2 separate regions of the Bos taurus genome follow, and region 2 is linked to region 1. The links are chromatin contacts, called in public Hi-C maps. All regions are on one chromosome and are shown on one strand. Each heading gives the region's core, a stretch centred on a gene start, on an enhancer-like site or on the middle of the called end of the contact. The rest is flanking DNA. Distances are from core to core; before and after follow the strand shown. Region 1 overlaps PDE3B (phosphodiesterase 3B). Region 2 holds the start of PDE3B (phosphodiesterase 3B).

The links. Hi-C and Micro-C count contacts between places; a contact is called where the count stands out from the background.
Region 2: a Hi-C map of an unstated tissue shows a contact between it and region 1, with 4 times the contacts expected there. The contact joins the promoter of PDE3B here to the enhancer-like site in region 1. A contact is called at or near these places in 2 of 11 Hi-C or Micro-C datasets (blood and an unstated tissue).

What each region holds. Positions count from the first base shown.
Region 1 is chr15:38,001,640-38,006,009 of ARS-UCD2.0, forward strand. The region is part of intron 1 of PDE3B (phosphodiesterase 3B); the gene reads right to left. Among named protein-coding and RNA genes, the nearest start is that of PDE3B, 92 kb to the right of the region's middle. Within about 2 kb of position 1,837, at least 21 of the 102 cell types and tissues checked have an H3K27ac peak or open chromatin away from gene starts, as enhancers often do. A contact at or near this core is called in blood, where this site is marked.
Region 2 is chr15:38,093,576-38,097,945 of ARS-UCD2.0, forward strand. PDE3B (phosphodiesterase 3B) reads right to left here and starts at 1,938. Exons shown (of 16, transcript XM_002693045.7): 1 at 871-1,938. The coding sequence starts at 1,848. It overlaps LOC132342325 (a long non-coding RNA gene), which reads left to right and starts at 1,359. Exons shown (of 2, transcript XR_009490657.1): 1 at 1,359-1,447.

The sequences.
Region 1 (4,370 bases), core at 587-3,086:
TTCTATTTCTCAAGTTTTTAACCATGACAATGCCCATTAACTTAGCAACAGACACAGCCTCAAAAGTAATCTTCAGTGAGAAATCTCTTTATGATTACAGGGTCCATGTTGGATTTCAGTATTCAGAATCAACGTCAGAAAAACTACTTGCTGCATCCCACTGTAAATTACAATTTTGCTTTAATTTTTTCAATTTAAGAAAATAGAGAAAAGAATCTGGTTGGATATACAGATTGTGTTATATAGGTTGTGAATCTACAACACACAACCGATTTACTCATCAGTGAGCTAAAACAAATATCTTTAATATTGCAAACAATGTTCACTAATTTCATTTTTAAAAACTGAGTCATTTTAATGCATTTATTTAATACTCGTAGGTAACCGCCACACATACTGAATACACAGTGGATGGTGCATGAATATTAAAAGTTTAAGAAACATTGGTAGAAGCATTCATTCCTCCAAAATAACACATAGCTCTTTTACAATTTTACTTCCAAGTAGCCAATATATGTTCTATATCAATTGTTCCAAAGTCAGCAAAACCTAAACTTCACTCTCAATACCAAAGGAAATCCTATAAATAAATATAAGGATAAATAATTCAAATATTATTAAATTTTGAATCAAGTGAAAAAAGAGTTTTAGTGACTATGGTATGTTCTCAAAACATGGTTCTATTATATGATAAGACGTCATTTCATGAAAGTGAAGTGAAAGTGAAGTCGCTCAGTCATGTCCGACCCTCAGCGACCCCACGGACTGCAGCCTTCCAGGCTCCTCCGTCCATGGGATTTTCCAGGCAAGAGTACTGGAGTGGGGTGCCATTGCCTTCTCCACATTTCATGAAAGGATTAATTTTAATTGCTGTTTTTAGGAGCTTCCAGTACTCCATTTGTCTCTTTCCATCTAAATTCAAATTTACACAGTATCAGAAATTAGTATTTTCACACACTGTAGACATCTGTTCAAAAATACTTTTAAAAACAGTATTTTCAATTTAAGTAACATATGAGATGCCTATTATTAAAAAAAATTCTTTTAGTTGATTTGATAAAGTAAATCCAAAACTGTGCTTTTATAAACTCAGCTTTTCTTTGTGGTTAAAAAGTTGAATCCTGATTAAAGTTTCTGTTTGAATATGTTTGTAAGTCCAACATGCTTTACAGAGCTCTATGAAACCACCACCACCACAGTGAAACATCAGCAGCACAACCAGGAGATGTTATCAGGTTCAATTACGTCAATGAGGTTTTACTTCATTGTTCCCTAATGTAGCCAAGAAGAAAAACATATATGTGTCCTCAAGTTAAGCTTACAGAACTGTGACATTTATGTGAAATTTGAAAGATTAGCTATTATGTAACAGCTGTGAATTAACTGTTAAAACATACTTTATTTTCAGCATTTTTCACTTGAGCTTCGTGTATAAATCTAGGTTAATTTCTCAAATTTCAGTACTTTCAACTTTTTCTGTGCCTTTCAACTTTAGGCCCATTTAACTATGTTTATTGACCATAAACCAAAAACATAAAATAAATGGACACCCTAAAAAGCTAAACTAAAACTGTACAACTGTACTTTCTAATAGTCTAAAGTGCAACGACAGTCATCTTGACCCCTGCATGACAAATAAAGGCCCCAGTCAGAAAACCTGAGAATAAGGGCAAGAAAAAAAGGGTGTGTGTGTCTCTCCTGTGTGGTGGGGTGGAAACCTGAGAATAAGGGCCAAAAAAAGGGGGGGCGGGGTGTGTGGTGGGGGTGGAGACTAGTATTACTTGGAAACTAGCCTCATTTGCTATCCTTACCAATCAATCAAAACATACGACTACAGCTGTGGTGATTGAGCCTGCACGCTGTGCACCAGCACCGTCGGCCGCCTAATATACCATGGCTTCTTTAATCTTCACTAGAATTCTTTGTGGTAAGCCTATTTCCCCATTTTACAAATGACACAACAGAGACTAAAAAGGTGAAGTACCCTGCCCAGAGTCACATGACTAGTAAGTGGCAGAGACAGAAATTAAATTCAGATCTGTCTCATTGCAAAGCTTTTTAAGGATTCTTAAACTTTATGCTAAACGATCTTTTTTTTTTCCCACTTTGTATCGGGGTATAGCTGATTAACAATATTGTGACAGTCTCAGGTGAACAACGAAGGAAGTCAGCCATACATATGCATGTATTATGCTACACCATCCTATATTATCAGCACTACTATGTGCTAGTAATATGGCAGGTGCTTGGCAGCCATGTGGAATCACAACAATTGTGCAAGTAACCCCATTTATATATGGAGAAGTTAAGGCTTAGTGATTATACTAATTATTCTCCATTTGCCTCTCAGATCCCTTCTTTGTCCTCCTCTCCATGATGGGAAGGCTGACCCCGACACTCTGCATCTCCCAAGCTGCCATGCAGTTGACTTCTACTTAGGTTGGAAGATGATGGCAGGAAACTGGAGTGTGGGAGGAGAGGAAAATGGTTGTGCCCTTTCTGCTGCCTCCATGACTACAGCTCTTAATCAGTTGGTCTTCCCTTCCCAACTTCAGCTGTGACTCTGGAAACACTATTTCCATCCTTGCTCTATCAGCCTCAGGTGAGGTAACAGCTTTCTAGTGTTACTAGCTCTCGAGCTGCCTAACCATCCCTTGATCACCCTCTTAGGCTTGTTCCTTCTCTTAAGGTTTATTTGAACCACCTTGGAGTGAATTCCATTAATATTTCTTGCAATCCTAAATACAGGGACATTGTGAACCAAGTTCTATCAGGTGTCAGCTAGTAAACTGCAGTGGAGAAGGCGATGGCACCCCACTCCAGTATCTTGCCTGGAGAATCCCAGGGACGGGGGAGCCTGGTGGGCTGCCGTCTATGGGGTCGCACAGAGTCGGACACGACTGAAGCGACTTAGCAGCAGTAGCAGCAGTAAATTGCAGAGCGAGTATCTGAACTCAGATTTATCGCCCTTCAAATTTTATTCTCTTTCTACTACTATGCTGAAAGGATAATTATTTAAGCTTTTAATGAGATTTCTTTCCAAAAATAATAAAAATAGATCATCAAATCATAGATTACCCTCCAATACTTGATCCCGTATTTCCTGCATTTCATTCTGTTAGTACAGTTGAACTTGCTGAGCTCTAGTCAATGACTCACTTTTCCATAAATGGTCTAGATCCAATCTGCTGGTACCTGCATCTTGCTTCAGAAGTGTCCGACTCTTTGCAACTCCATGGACTGTAGCTCATCAGGCTTCCTCTGTCCGTAGGATTCTCCAGGCAAGAATACTGGAGTAGGCTGCCATGCCCTCCTCCATGGGTTTGATCCCAAGATCCAATCCAGGTGTCTACCTGAGAATGCTTCACAAGCAGCTCTCTCCCTCGCTCTTCCATCATTTTTTCTCTCTACTAAATCATTGCCATTATTCCCGTTAGACTATAAACATGCCGCAATTTCTCACCTCTCACACACACACAAACTTTTTCATGATCTTACACTCAGCCTGTATCCCATTTCTTTGCTCCCATTTATAGCAGAGTTCCTCAAGGGTAATGTTTACTTTTTGTTTCCAATTATTCTCCTATAATTCTCTCTGAGCTATACTAGGTGGTCCTTGAACATGCCAGGCCACTCCAATGAAGATTTTTTCCTAAAGCTGTACTGATAATTCAGAATTTATAACATAGCACTTAAAGTGTACATGTAAGTTTGGGCTTTTTTCTCAAAAGTTCCAAACTAGAAACAACAATATTTAAAGGGATGGTACAAATATAGGTTGAGTGGGAAAAATATGAAGTACTGAAGTCATAGAATGTTTGAAAAAGAGCTTTAATCTTTAAAAGTACCAACTAAAACATTTATAGCCTATTGATCTTATGAGACTTGTTTTTATCATTTGATGTTCTTAAATTGAATTAAAACACCTACTTTATTTTTAATCTTTCAGAATCATTTTAAAACAGTTTAACACACCAAGGTCTCATTAGCTGTGCTAAGGGAATTCAAGCACAGAGAGTCATTTTCTAAATATACGAAATAGCATCTATCTTATCAGTATTCTTAATCTCTTATCCACTCTAGATGTTTTCAAGTTTTTACCTACCTGCTTCTCTTCTAGACCCGTGTTCTTCTAGATGTATAACTTGGTACGTACCTCAACTAGTTTCTCTACCCTATCGTTAGGCAGAATTCTATCTCCATCTCAGACATGGTCTCTACATTCCTACTGAGAGATACATATTCTGGGGAGAATGTACCAAAAATAACTGGAAAAAAAAAAGGAATTGCAAGCCTATAACTTCCGTTTTTCCCCCTAATGTGAATAGTGTTTTCCTTTTAAGTTACTGTATAATTTTACAGTATATAAG
Region 2 (4,370 bases), core at 688-3,187, 92 kb after region 1:
TTAGTAAAATGCTCAGTGAATAGTAGCTATACTTAGTGAGTTTCTTCCTAATGTAGAACAGGTAAGATTTCCCTAGGCTATCAAGACAAACTCTTTCCCTAATAATGATTTCAATTCCTTAAAAAAAAAAATGTAAACCTACAGAAAAATAAATTGTAAACGTTTTTGGTATATTTCCAAACATTACTAAGATTAAAGGTTAAATTGTTACAACATTCTCCTAATTATGCAACAAACACACAGGACCACGAGTTAGTCTGTAAAAGATTATATTAGCTTATTACTGCTGAAATTTGGGGTGGGGGTGGGGGAAGAAACCTCTTAAAATTATCCCCAACGGTCTTTTCATCTAAGTTAACAAGTCTCTGTTCCAAAACTCATCACTTTTCTTTTAATTGTAAGACCTAAGATTTGTCCTATTATCAAGAATAATACTGATTATTTAATACCGATTAAAATTCACACATCTATATATTCACTCATTCTAACGGCTGTATGTTATCTTTGAGGGAAACAGCACCATTATTACAGCAACAAATAAATGACACCAGAAGTGTCATAATGTAATTCTTCAAATAATTCACTTCATTCTTCTGAGAACGCATCTACTGCATAAACAATCTCTTTAAAAAGTGTAGCATGCTTAGTCTGCTATTTCATTTCTATTCAAAGATAAATGGTACTTCTGCGTTTTTTTGTTTTTGTTTTTCTAAGCTTCCTGTATTTTAGGAGTTATTTCCAGAATAAAACTTTTTTTTTTTTTTCACCCTGGAAGTAAACAAGCTTTCAAACGCACTAATTCAATTCAGGAACTGAAGCGATAAAACCGCCCTCCTTTCCTTAGCAAACCTTTCCTTTCTGGAAACATACCTGTTCTCTCGAGATGCAAGGCAACGAAGGTCTCCTGAACATTTTGCAACTGCCATAGTAACCGCCTGAAGTTTCTCCGAATGACACGCAGCTGGACCTCCTCCGGGGTCTGATCACAGGCACTTTTTCTTCTGCGGTACTGGACAACTGAGGTTGCTGGGGAGCTTCCCTGATTTGAAAGAAGTGATCCAGCCCCAGGGCCAGCAGGCAGCCGACGCCCCCCACCAGGCAGGACAGCAGGGGCCGGAGGGCTGGAGGCAGCGCCCCAAGGCTGGTGAAGGACACCCACCAGACGAAGCTGGAGAAGAGCAGCACCACGATGCTGTGCCGGAGCCTCCCCGGCTGCGCGAGCGTCAACAAGCCCACGCAGCTCAGCACCAAGAACCACCGGCCCGCCACCGCTGGGGGTGTGTGCGGGACCGGGGCCCTGGCGTCTCCGTCCCCCCGAGACCAGGATTCCCACTGCCCCACCAAGAAGTCCCCCAGGTAACAGCAGGCGGGGAGTGCCAGCAGCCACCAGGAGCCGCCGCCGCTCCGGCCCGGCCCGGCGCCCCGCTTGGTCCGGGTCAAGAAGCAGGTGAGGAAGAAGAAGGCACAGGCGATGCTGAAGAGGGGGCTGAGGCTTTGCGAGCAGACGCTCAGCAGGGTCCGCAACCGGGCGGCCCCAGCAGCCCAGCTCTCGGGCCCCGAGCCGAGCAGCAGGGCGAGGACAAAGGCGGCCAAGGCGCCCAGCAAGAGGCGCGCCCGGGAGAAGGGGGAGCCGCGCCGCGGCTGCTGAGGGGAGGCGGGCGGCGGCAGCAGCAGCTCCACGTTGCAGAAGCGGCAGAGGTGGAAGAAGAAGCCGCGCGGAGGGTCCTGCCGCAGGGGGCTCACGCAGCCCTTCACGTAGCCGTTCCTCACACTCTCGGGGGGCGAGGCGGCCCCGTCCGGCGGCGGCGGGGACCGCATGGCTTTGGCGTCTCGCTCGTCCCTCCTCATGGCCGGGACGCCCGGTGGCCGCGGGGGCTCGGCACGCCCCGCTCGGACCGCAGCGGCCGCTCGCGCTCCCTCCCGCCTGGCCCCCACGCTCGGAGCGCCCCCCGGCTCGGCGGCGCGTCAGGGCTGCGCCCGCCGCCGCGGCCCGGGGTCCCCGCCGCGCGGGTGGAGGAGCGGCGGGGTCCGGGACATGCTGGCTGAGAAGAGGGGCGGAGGGGGCTCCTCTCCGGGACTTCGGTGGCCGGACCCCGCCCCCCTTCCTGTTACCCCGGGCACTTCTTGGGACTGGAGTGTCCGCGTCGCCTCCCGGCTCCCGCGGGCTGCAACAGTTACCTCTCGGCCCCAGCCTGGTCCGTTGGGCGCGCGAGCGGCGGGCGGGCGCTCCTCCCCCGCCGCTGTCCCGGCCGGGTGCGCGCCCCGCCCGCCCGCCTGCGCGCGCCCGCGCCCCGGCCCGTCCGGCAGCCAAGGGCGCCGCCGCTCCTGCCGGCCGCCTGCCCCATCGCGGGCTGGGGACCCCAGCCGCCTCAGCGTTCCCAGACTGGGGAGAGCGCGGCTTGCGGCCGCCCGGAGACCGATCCAGGTTGGGAGGAATGGGAGGGACCCTTTTCGGATAGAAGGGGGCAAGCCCGCCATCCTGGGATTCCCCCCAGGCGCTCAGGTTCCTTTGGGGTAAGTCACAGACCTCAGGCAGGCTCCGACAGGTTACCACTGGGGGCGTAGGGAAAGAGGGCGCTTATGGTCCCCAAGGGGAGTGCCTAGTAGAGAAACCGAGTTGAGGTGGGGAGGCGACGGGTCCCGCCTTTACCCCCATCCCAGTTTAGGGTGGACCCTTGGGATGTCCAAGCCGAGCTGCGACCTGGTAAGTGCCAGTCCCCACCAAAGTCATGGGGAAGAAGCCTTGATCACTGTGGCTAGGTCTGTCCTTAACAGCAGCGGGGATTCTTGAGCCATGCAGCAGGCCCTTGCAGTGGCTTTTTAGGGAGGAGCACGTACGTCGAGCGCTCCCTGGGAGCATCCTAGTCGGTATTACCGAGTCTGTCTTCCTCAAGAACCATCTTAATAAAGGGAGGAGCTACCGTCCCATCGTCCCTGCACCCTTGCCAAACTACCAGTGGGTCCACATCTGTTTCTGCCTCAGGAAGCATGGAAAATCTGTTGTCGAAAAGATCTTCCCACATTGAAGGCTTTCCACTGTAACTGCATATTGGGGGTGGGGGGAATGGGAGGATTAGGAGTTCACTCCAAGACCATTGCCAGGTTTGGATCAGTTGGCCGTGAGAGAAGCCAAATAAGATGCTATCTGTGAATTACTGATGAAACTAGCTACATGTGGGAAACACGGACTCGAAAGCGGGAAGAACTGCTGTACGGAAGGGACTGCTCTGGAATCTCACCAATCATAACTATCTTAGTGACTGAACTGTGTTTCCCTCCTCCAAAACTCTCCCTTCCACCTCATGACAGGCCTGCATGTCTCAAAGAGCTAATTCCACATTTTTCCAGGGAGATGTGAAACCTTACTGTGTGGTAAATCCCACAAACAGGCCCATTTTTCACCAATTAATCTTTGCCCACAGCCAAGACCATTTTTGTATATGGTCATAGTTCACATGCATAGCAGAAATCACAGTGAAATTAGCACAAGAATTGGACCAAGATGAAAAAAGACCAGAATTTTTGTCTGCTTCTTAGATAAAGGAAAAAATATGTAATAGAGTTTTCAAATTGATTACTCAAATGCTTGCCCTAAGAGATAAAAATCCATGGGGTCTTTTTTTTCACCAGGACAGTTGAAATTCTTTTTAAAAATATCTCATTTCAACAGAACTCCGCAAATACATTTTTAAATGTATTTAAAAATAAACAGGACTCATCATTACCAAAGAGTAAATTAGGAAGCTTGATGGATACATTTTGAGCTTGTACAGAAGGGCATGGCAGGCTAGTGTCAGCGTCACTGAAATGCCCATTATAAATTCTAATTGGAAATAATAAATTGCTCTGATATAATAAATTCAGATTAAAGTTGTTAATAAATACAGTTGTTATCATTATTACTGTTGTTTTAAAACCTTAGGCTATCATCTGAAGTAGGATAGGCATGGTAATGGAAATAGTGGTAAACTAGAAATCCATTTCATTGTTTCTAGTCATGGCCCAGCCATTCATACCCCAGCATTAAGCAAGTCATGTAACTTTTACAGGCCTCAGTGTCCACAGTTGTAAAGTGAAGCAATTTGATTTTGATGATCTTAAAATCACTTCCAGTTTTAAAAAGCTGTGATTTCTACATGCCAAAAATATATAGGCATTTTTAGGATCCAAGTATTGCTAAGAGTAATAAAGTAAATAAGGCAGAGCACCAAAAAATTGATGCCTTCAAACTGTGTTCCTAGAGAAGACTCCTGAGAGTCCCTTGAACAGCAAGGAGATCAAGCCAGTCAATCTCAAGGGAAATCAACTCTGAATATTCATTGGAAGGACTGAAGCTGAAGCTTCAGTATTTTGGTCATCTGATACGAATA